Regions from separate parts of the Mus musculus genome. Here region 2 is linked to region 1. Evidence: chromatin contacts called from public HiChIP or PLAC-seq data. All regions are on one chromosome and are shown on one strand. Each heading gives the region's core, a stretch centred on a gene start, on an enhancer-like site or on the middle of the called end of the contact. The rest is flanking DNA. Distances are from core to core; before and after follow the strand shown. Region 1 overlaps Dgkk (diacylglycerol kinase kappa). Region 2 overlaps Clcn5 (chloride channel, voltage-sensitive 5).

Region 1 (5,160 bases), core at 170-2,669:
GAGAGTCCTCTGGGGACTGTGGAGATGTCCACTGATTCGGCACCCAAGGTGACCCGGTGCTGGTGCCAACCGGAAGGGACTTGTGACCCTGGTCAGGCCAGCTTTTCTGCTTCCCTAATGCTGTCTCAGGTCCCACCCTATTGGATTGGAACTGATGTTGTGTTCCACTCACCAATGATCCTAAAATCCCGTGGAGAGTCCTCTAGGGACCATGGGGGTATCCACCGACTCCGTGCCCTAGGTGACCGGGTGCTGGTGCTGACCAGAAGGGACTTGTCGCAAATATTTTCTTAGGTGTCAAGTGGCCCCTATAAAAAGGTCATTCAAACCCCAAAGGGGTCACCACCCACAGGTTGAGAGCTGCTGCTCCATTCTGTCTTCATTGCCTAATAGTCTATCTTCCATATGATTCATCCTATTGGGACGCTTTTCACCGACATTTTTATTTGATCTAGTATGTTTTTCATTTCCATCATTATTATGGTTTGAGGTTTTTAGGTATGTCTATTTCTTTATTAAATTCTATTTTCAGATCCTGAACTGACTTCCTTGTTTCATCCAGCTGTCTCTTTGTGTTATCTTTGAAACGACTGGAGTCCTCTCTGAGATATTATTACATATGTATAATTATTGCTTTGCATTCTGAAACTTGGATTTTGTCTAATCAATTTTGCTTGGGGGTCATTAGTATGGGCTTGGTAATTTCTGGAGGAGATAGGGTTTTCACGTTACATGGGGTTTTGCAGTGGGATCAGCTTTGGGGGATTAAGATGCATTGTTTTTACTCTTTTTCTTCTGGTCGCCTCTCTTCTTTCAGTGAGTATGTTTGCAATGCTCAGGAGAGACTGGGTTGCAGCGGGTGGGGTAATGTTTTCATCTGTTAGACTAGTGTTCCGGGTAGCAGGCTCTGTCTCCAGTCTGAGGACTGACTACTGTCTGAAGCACCAGTCACTATTCCATAGTTCAAGCACTCTGATAAAATACTAGAAAGTGAGTATGAAAAAGACACTTAAAAAGTACTGACTACTTTAGGGAATAAAGGACCCCCAATGCTGCTGTGTATGCTCATATATTAGTATGAGAAGAATGGAAAAGAAGAGAGGAGGTGAACAATCCCATTGAGTCTAGTGATGAGTGTTCTGTTCTTATGTTGGAAGTAGGGATGGGAATAATCGAGGCAAAGGAGACATGGAGTTAATATATGGGAGTTTTGACTAGTGGTAGATTAAAAAGTAGAGGTAAAGATATGTATCCCAATTTCATAAATAAGGTCAGCCTTTGGGCTTTAGGAGACGTAGTACTAAGGAATGCATATGGAGAAAGAGGAAGGAAGAAACAAATGAAAGCAAAAGAGGGAGTAAAACAGCAAAAGGTGTGAACAGCAGGGGACACTGTTGGCCTGCATTTATAATGCCCTACTGTGCATCATACATAAGAAATAGCTATAGAGGAAGTCGATGAAGTGGGATATACGAAAACAAGATCGCTGTCCTGAATGTCGTTTGGGCTTTTTTTTCCTCTTTGTTAGAGCCACTGGTTTTTCTCTCCTGTCCTGGTTGTGGCCCTGGTCACACTTGGTGTTGATTTTTACCAGCTCCTACCAGTGGGCTCTTGGGTTGTCTTATATATAGTTTTTTTTGACTCTGTTCTGTGGGCTGTGGGTAGCTAAGGCAAACTGCATCTAGCCCCACTTGCTGCGTTCACACAAAGACAGAAGCCGTTGCTGGCTCTGTGGTAGCCAAAGCACTGTTTAGAGGTGTGCCTAGCTCCCATGGCTTCACCTCTTCCCACTGACTTACTTACTGGTCATAGCCTTGGCAGCAGTCACTGGAAAACCCTTCTATGAAATTCCTACCAACACTTTTATGGATATCCTGGTGGGATTCTTTGAGCCTATTTTAAATGAAGTAAAATGGCCATGTGGTGCTGGTGCCTGCATTGGTTGCGATCACAGCAGCAAGTTCAAGCCACTAATAGAGATATTCCACGGGTTTGATGGTACGTGAGGTTTATTGGGGTATTGATCACATAGACTCTAGGACTGGAGAAGAAGCAGATTGGATGTTAATGTACTTAGGTCCCTTTCAATTACTTAACTGTAATAAGCAATTCATGCTGCAGTGTGGCTTCTAGTCCTGTTCATTGGCTTTTTCATTTCCAGCAGGATTTCAGTTTAACTTTCTTCAGTAATTTTATGTTTTTATTGAATTCTCTTTTCATAATGTGTATTGACTTCTTTATCTCTTTTGTTCTCTTAGAGACTAGTCTTGTCTTCTTTGAGTTGTTTGGACATGCTTATAATCATTCTTTCTAATCCTTTCTCTGAAATTCTCCCCCATCCTTTTCATTAGGTTTCATTATTATGGGATCAGTAATTTTTTGTGGATATAAGTTTTCTTGGATTAGCATGCCAATTTTGTTTGTTTCCTTCCTGGGACTTGCACATATGAAATTATAATGTCTAGTGAGTGGAAATGGGAGTGGTGGCTAATATTCTGGAGACTGCTTACATTTCAGGTCCAGCTAGGGTATCCACAGCTCTTGTATGGGCGGGTTCTCTGTGGACTCCTTACCTCTGGGCATAAGGGTGGCAAAAGTCAGAGTCCTAGGTCCCATCAGCCCTGGAATATTAGGGGACTAGTGGAAGTTTGAGCCAAGTATCCAGGGACTGATGCCTTACCTGTGTGCTGTCTTATAACTCAAGCAACACACCCCCCTCCTAAACATTTGGCTCTTTCATTTTCTCTTGCACTCTTAGGAACAAAGGCTCTTAGCCCATCCACTACACTCTCATCTGAGAAGCACTAATCACATACACAAAAGACATTCCCTTGTGTCATTGCATTTATACTTTATCAGCTAGCCCTTGAACTAGCACCGACTGACCCATGGTGAAAATGTAAGCCAAACAAAGTCTCTTTTTCTGGTCATATATAACAGTTACTAAGAAATGCTAGGAAACCTATCTCAGGTACATCCCTTGGGAAGTGGGGTGAAACTGGACCTAAGTGGGAAAGGAGCATGCTTCCTCATATGTACAGGGAAAAATAAAACACAGAAAGACGGATGGTAAGAGGGAAAGTGGACAGAGAAGGCAGGGTATGTTGTAAAAAGGAGACAGAAGGGGGAGGAAGATCTATAACAACTCTAGGTCTCACAGGCTCTTAACACATATGCTATCTACCTCATCTTTCCAGATTCCTGTGCTCAGCAGTGGAAGATTTTGTGGAAGATATTGTAAAGGCCTGGCACCAAATAAAACAGAACAGCACAGCAGTGGAGTCTGTGATTTTGAAAGTAAGTGTCCTTTCTTACTATCTCATCCCTTTGTGAGCCGGCACTCACTTTTTCAATACAAGAGTGTGCCTCTTACTGGGGAATCATCAAGTAGTGGCAAAGTTAAGTGGGTGCTGAATCTTCTTAATGAGGAAGGCCCAACTTCAGAACTTCATCTTGGCCAAATGAACACTGGTGCTTTGATGTAAATCCATATCCATCTCCATGCACCTAGTTATATATCAAGAATCTGCCCACAAATAGACAGTAGTGTACATTAAGGATCAGTGAATGGAGTTATGCACCAAAGCATGCATAAAGATATATGCATATACATTTGCAAAAGATGGAGATATTAGTACAATGGTGCTGCAAACATATTTATACAATAGAAATATGCCAGGTTGCAGGAGGTAGGGCATGGCTCAACAGTTAAAGGGCTTCCTATATAAATGTGAAGACTGAAATTTGGAACCCCAGAAGCCCACATAACTTCTGGGTGAGCACTGTCAATTCCACTCTGGAAAGTGGAGGCAGGGGACCCTAAGAACAGTGTGGCTAGAGGCTATTCATGTCAGGGGACTGGGGGTTTGATTCAGAGACCTGGCTCTGAATAGGGTCAAGGAGTGATTGAGGCTAATTCTGACATTGACCTCTGGTCTCCCCCAACACACACACACATGTGCACCCACATATGAGTAAAACATGAACAGGCATACCACATATACATTAAAAATGAGAAATAAGCTGGGCAGTGGTATTGCACGCCTTTAATCCCAGCACTTGGGAGGCAGAGGCAGGTGGATTTCTGAGTTCGAGGCCAGCCTGGTCTACAGAGTGAGTTCCAGGACAGCCAGGGCTACACAGAGAAACTCTGTCTTGAAAAACCAAGGCAGGGGGAGAAATAAACAGACCCAATAACAATAAAAATTACATGGCACACACTTTGTGTCAGAGTGTCTTCTAAGTGCTCTTAATGTATCAATTTATATAATTCTTACAGCTGACCTCAGATGTAGAGGAATAAAGAGCTTAAGAAAGTTGTCTCACACCACAAACTATTAAGTCAGAGTTCTCAACCTATGGGTCATGATCTCTTTGGGAAGGGGTTGAGTGACCCTTTCACAGTGGTGGCATATCAAATATCCTGTATATTAACCTATCTACATTAAGATTCATAACAGTAGCAAAATTACAGTTGTGAATTAGCAACAAAAATATTTTTATGCTTGAGGGTCACCACAACATGAGGAACTATATATATTAAAGGACTGCAGCATTTGGTAGGTTGAAACCTACTACTCTAAGTAAAGTTTAAATAATGTTGTGGCAGATGCGCATCCTTGAAATACATATGTTTGAAGACAGACACCAACACTATCCAAAGGCACACCAGCATCCATAGAAGCATGCTTATGAAAATACTAACAGGAAAATGTTTCCATTTCTCCCTTCTATCTGTGATCCATACAAATTCAAGGGCCATTCATCTTGACATGAGAAAAACCGTTAGCATGCATAGATACCTGCAGCTGCTCAGAAACAAATCCCCTGCTACCCTATGGGTGTCAGCATCGCCTGTCCTTCATCACTTCACATATGGACTTCTTTGCAGTGTTACCTTTCAGTCTCCCCCATACCATCCCTACTGCTCCTTCTGTCTTTCCTAACAATACTCCCATTTCCTTCTTCCCGCTATAGAGCGACTTAATGTATGATAAACTCAGTGTCCTTATTGATCTCCTGGCTGAGGATGCAGTAGCTGCCTCCGCTGAGAGGACAGCCACAGCATATGGAAGCAGAAGCCAAGCAGATGGAAAACCCTTCGTGCCTCAACTAGACCACATAGCAAGGGCCAAACTGGAGTTGGCTGAAAGGGCTCAG
Region 2 (5,336 bases), core at 150-2,649, 250 kb after region 1:
TCCTGTGGGCTTTCTCCTGAGGCCAGTTTAGGAAACATTTTAATAAGATATTATAGAAGGCTCTAGTGACATAACAGCAGTTACAGTTTAGAATTGCCTACCCCTGTAGCCTATGCTAGTCTCCGTGGCCTATAGAAACATAAATAGAGACAAGTAGATTTTTAAGGGCAGAGAGGACAGATTGCAAGGAAAGTGAAAGGAATAGAGCATCAGCAGGAAAGATAGACAAAAGGGGGTGGGTGGGACAACAAGTGGTGTTTAGAGAGGATTGCCCTGTGTGTAGAGGCATGGGCATGGGAAATGTACAGGACTGACACTAGTGATGTGAACAGACTAGAAGGAATAGGAACAAGTCATTTCCTTCAATACTAGTAGCTGTGGAGAGAAATGATTTCAAAACGTAAAATTGAGCAAAATTAAGAATTTCAAAGAATAAAATATTTCTTGACAAAATAAATGGTTTTTTGGCTTTCTAGTCCAGGTTTCTCCAGGACCGGCAGAGCATCTAGGGAAATTAAGGAGGGAAAGCAAGGAGGGAAAGCTCTGGTGCTAACCTTCAAAAAAGTGAGAGCTTTGAAAAGTTGCAGCTCAAAAGAGAAGGATAGGGAAGCCAAAACTCAACTTGTAAAAGGAAATTTTCCTAGATATGTTTAGGATGAAATAGGAGCGGGACGGAGAGGAACAGGACTCTTGAGTTTTATATTACTGAATGGAATCTCTGCGCCCCTTCCAACTCAGATCTGCTTTATTTCCACCGGTCTGCTCACTGTGATAAGGCCGCTGCTTATGAACCACAAGATAAGATATCTTGCATGGGGCCCTGGGTTTAGACCCCAGCAACACAGGGGGAAAAAATTAGGGATATATCTGTGTTACGGAAAATAGAGTGAAGATCCAGATGTTCAGAAGAGTCCGTGTCTGGCAATTTTCAGAAAAACAGTTCAGCTTTTATAAGGAATCTAGTTTCAAGCTCAACTCGATCCCTGTAAGGCAGCAACAACCAACACCATCCCTGGCCCTTAGAATGGTATTGTTTTCATGATTTCACTTGTTTAATAGCTTGTTTAATTTCACATAGCTTCTCTGTCCCTCTACAATGCGACAGTCTACGTACACACCCTCTACCACTCCTGCTTGCTTTCCTCTCGTTTCTGACTATTCCAGGAACTTTCCCTATTTAATAGTCCACACTTAAAGCTCCAGCGTTTCAGTTTCCAGAGCCTGTGGTTAATCTTTTCATGTTTTTTTTTCCCTTCAAGAGAAATTGCTGGGTTCCAGTTTTACAAGAGCTCTTTTTTTAATAATAAAAATAATCTTGGCCTCAACTTATTCCATCTGTGATTTTTTTGGACCCTTCAAGGAAAATCAAGCAAGAAGCACTGCTTCCTAAGGTCCTTAATTATTGCACAATAAAAGTAACCAGTGACTTGGGACAATTTTTTTAGAACATTCTTCCTCCTCAAAATAGTACACATTAACACCTGGCTGATCTGAGCACGGGCACAGAGGTACTACTGTGGACACAGTTCAGCTGAGCTGAAGCAAGAAGCAGGCAGAGAGAGAGAGGAGAGAGAGGTCTAACACAGGAAGGAACTAAATCAAGTGTGGCGTTTAGGAGCAAGAAAACTCTGTCGTTCGAAATGTGCTGTTTCTATTCACTCTTCTATCCACAGCAAGTTCCTCAAAAAAGAAGTTTTAAAAAAGAAGTAACCACATAAATACAATAAACAGGTCAAGTCCCACTTCTCCTTTCCGTCTGTCCTCTTTCCCCATGCACCCTAAGTCCATGCTTGTCACAGTTTAGAATAAAGTCATTTGCAGATATTAGTGGGTTTTGCCAATGCTCATCTTCATGCATACTGGTAGGTACATGTGAGTGCAGGCACACGTATGTGCAAGGGGAAGTCAACCTGCATCAGGCACCGTCCACTTGGTTTTTTGAGAAAATGTCTCTCAGCGGCCTGGTACCTGCCAAGCAGACAAAACTGGCTGGCCAGTGAGCCCCAGAGTTTTGCTTGTCTCTACCCCCCTATTTCTGGGATTAGAAGTATGTACCACTTTAAAAAACGGGCTCTAGGGGCTGGAGAGATGGCTTAGAGGTTGAGAGCACCGACTGTTCTTCCAGAGATCCTGAGTTCAATTCCCAGCAACCACATGGTGGTTCACAACCATCTGTAACAGGATCCTATGCCCTCATCTAGTGTGTCTGAGGACAGTAACAGTGTACTCATATAAATAAAAATTTTTTTTAAAAAAATCATTTTTTTTAAACCTGGCAAACATGGGAGACTAGAATCAATTTTTTTTTAAAAGATTTTTTTATTGACCCATATCACCCCAGCCCTAGATATGTTCTTCATAAGTACATAGGAATACATTTTTAAAAAATTATTCAAAGTATCCCACAAACTAGCTTTAGTTTCTGCTATCTGTTGTCAGCAGTCCATGTCAATATACTGAGGGCCATCTCATTATTTTTAAATAGTTGCATAGTTTCCTATGATATGAGCAGAATACAGTTGTTTTGTTTTGTTTTGTTTTCGAGACAGGGTTTCTCTGTGTAGCCCTGGCTGTCCTGGAACTCACTCTGTAGACCAGGCTGGCCTTGAACTCAGAGATCTGTCTACCTCTGCCTCTGCCTCCCAAGTGCTGGGATTAAAGGCGTGTGCCACCACACCCGGCCCAAAAAACAGTTTTTAATCAAGCCTCTATTTAATGACCTTTGGCTAATTTCAGACTTTTACAATGTTAATAGTTTGTACTGAGTATCCCTAAACACCTGTGGATATATAAACACATGCTAAGATGGCTAAAAGATGGACTCCTAGAACTGAACCTGCAGAACTAAAAGCTATTTGAATTTACCCTCATGAAATCCCCAAATTTTGATCTCTGAGAGCACAGTACTTCTGCTCCTGAGGGGGTTAGAGAGCACAGGGTGGAAGGTGGTGGTGGGTGGCTGTTAAAGTCACATGTCCTTACCTCTCTCCGCTTGGCTTCATTCTTCCGGTATTTGTTGAAGCAGTGGCACAAGATGTTCCCACAGCAGCAAGCCACGTGCACCAGGGGGCCCTCCTTGCCCAGGCTCAAGCCAGATGACACCGCCAACACCAAAGTGATAGTTTTGATGACAAGGGTCCACTTACCCAGATAGCCTCTAATAATGAAACCACTCAGGATGGTTTTGATCTGCAGGCCAAACACAGAGAGATTGGAAACAGACTACGTAAATAAACAGGGCTAAACAGTTCAAATCTACACCCCACACAAGAACGCTATCACTCCTCAGCAAGTGACATATAAGTAAGTATGTGTCCCAAGAGGGATCTCACTATGGGATCCCAGGATGGTGGGGGGGGGCAGTAAAGCGCTGTGTGGCAGCTGGGAAGAGTCTATTGTAAGGCAGAGAGTGTATCGATGAAGAAGCAAGAGCAGCTGAGGAGAACAGGTGCTTCCTCTGGTTATAAAATGTTCTGAGGATAAGGTCAATGTTCAAGAAACAGCCTGAGGAGTAGATATAGCCTGGAGTATTTGCCAAAGAACTATGACTTAGTCAGAGAGCAGACAGGAACTAAAATTGTAGTTGCTCCACTGAAACAATCTAAGGCCCAAATAGGTAGGGAGGGGGATTTGGACCCCCTTCTTTCCTCTTCTAGCCCCAATTCTGTAACCCAGGCTGACAGGAGACTTAAAGGGAAATTTAGACAGACTATAAATACCCCCAGGCTCTGACCCTGATTAGCAGCAACCAAGCTATAGTATATGCAAGAATACACATATTTTGACAAAAAAAAAAAAAGGTTCCTACTATACTCACCTCAGGGATTCCAGAACCACAGGCATAAGGTGCAAATGCCTTGACAAGAGATACAGCAAGGAAAGCAAACAGAAGAGCCCAGAGGACGTACATGAAGTAATTGACTATGTAGGCAAAGGCTCCCTGGAACAAGACAAAAAGATGGCAGTTTAGTGTAGATAGCTGGGTGGGCAGCTCTTCTCCGTGACTTTTTACCAGGAGAGCGGGCCAGGAAGAAAAAGAACAATAGTACATTGCTTAAGGTCCCTCGGTACTGAAAATCACATGCCGTACTGCAATCAAAGGAAATTCTTAGAGGATTGAAACCTGGAACCCTTCAAACATGATTTACTTTTGACTTCGAGATAATATCTCTCTATGTAGCTCTGGTTGGCATACAGCAGTGGCTCTCAACCTTCTTAATGCCCCTACCCTTTAATACAGTTCCTCATGTTGTGGTGACCACCCCCCAACCACTAAATTATTCTATTGCTACTTCATAACAATAATTTCGCTACTCCTATGAATCATAATGTAAATACGATTTCAACATTTCACGTTTCAACATTCCATACCCTTCCCTATCTGATATGTAGATGGTCTTTAAGCAACCCCTGTGGAAAGGTCACTCAACCCCTAAAGGGGTCGTGACCCATAGACTGAGAACCAGTGGCCTAGAACTTGCTATGTAAACCAGGCTGGCCTCAAGGCCACAGAGATCCAACTGCCTCTAGCCAGAGGCAAAGGCCAGGGGGCCGAATTCTTGCAAGGGAAGGCTCAGTTACTTTATGATGCAGGGTCTTGATATCCAGCCTTGTCTGGCCTCAAACATGTAGCAAGCCTCATGTCTCTGCTCCCAAGAACTGAGACTACACACTGAAACCATAACTGGTCCCAATTTACTTTTTATGAGTGTTTTTTGTCAGTTTTGCAGTCAAATTCCATGTCAAATTTAACAAGAATTATGATAGCTTCCTTAGTTTATGGAATGGGTGAACTCTGACTCATTCCATTACCCTTCCCTATCTTGGTGTTAAATTCTCACAGATTATACTAAAATTTCTAAACACTGGTTTGTTCCTTAATAACCGTTTACTCAGCATGTTAGTGTAAGTAGGAGGGTATTTGGTGGGGGGTGTTGTTTCATTTCGTTTCAATTCTGAATTCTTAAGATTTAACCCCAAGTCTCATACATGCAAAAACACATGTTCTACCACTGAGCTATACTCCTTCTAGCCTCCATGTTTGTTTATTTAACTGAGAGTTGTTGCCTTGAGACTAGTCTCAAGTAACCTGTGTTAGTCATTCTGAAGCAGAGGGAACCTCTTGAACTTGTTTAGCATTCTGCCTCCACTTCCCAAGTGCTCCAATTGTACCTGTGAGCTACCATGACCAGCTCTAGGGCGTGTGTACACACATACGTGTATCACACTCATGCAAGTGTCAGTGGAGGCCAGAATGTGGCATTAGATCCCCTGGAATTACAGGCAGCTTTAAGCTGCTGGATGTGGGTGACAATCAAACTTTGGTCCTCTAGCAG

What was found. HiChIP or PLAC-seq counts read pairs in DNA pulled down with a chosen protein or histone mark.
Region 2: a contact with region 1 is called in an H3K27ac HiChIP or PLAC-seq map of large pre-B cells, with 2.8 times the contacts expected there. The contact joins two enhancer-like sites. A contact is called at or near these places in 2 of 15 datasets of contacts at CTCF or cohesin (pro-B cells and stem cell-derived epiblast-like cells), 14 of 484 Hi-C or Micro-C datasets (the AML12 cell line, the HL-1 cell line, LSK cells and 8 more) and 1 of 115 datasets of contacts at active chromatin or transcription factors (large pre-B cells).

What each region holds. Positions count from the first base shown.
Region 1 is chrX:6,920,967-6,926,126 of GRCm38.p6, forward strand. Dgkk (diacylglycerol kinase kappa) reads left to right here. Exons shown (of 28, transcript NM_177914.3): 14 at 3,198-3,297; 15 at 4,978-5,160. Among named protein-coding and RNA genes, the nearest start is that of Ccnb3, 120 kb to the right of the region's middle. Within about 2 kb of position 1,420, at least 3 of the 459 cell types and tissues checked have an H3K27ac peak or open chromatin away from gene starts, as enhancers often do. A contact at or near this core is called in pro-B cells, where this site is marked.
Region 2 is chrX:7,167,327-7,172,662 of GRCm38.p6, forward strand. Clcn5 (chloride channel, voltage-sensitive 5) reads right to left here. Exons shown (of 14, transcript NM_001243762.1): 7 at 3,818-3,940; 8 at 2,983-3,189. Among named protein-coding and RNA genes, the nearest start is that of Mir500, 68 kb to the right of the region's middle. Within about 2 kb of position 1,400, at least 23 of the 459 cell types and tissues checked have an H3K27ac peak or open chromatin away from gene starts, as enhancers often do. A contact at or near this core is called in pro-B cells, where this site is marked.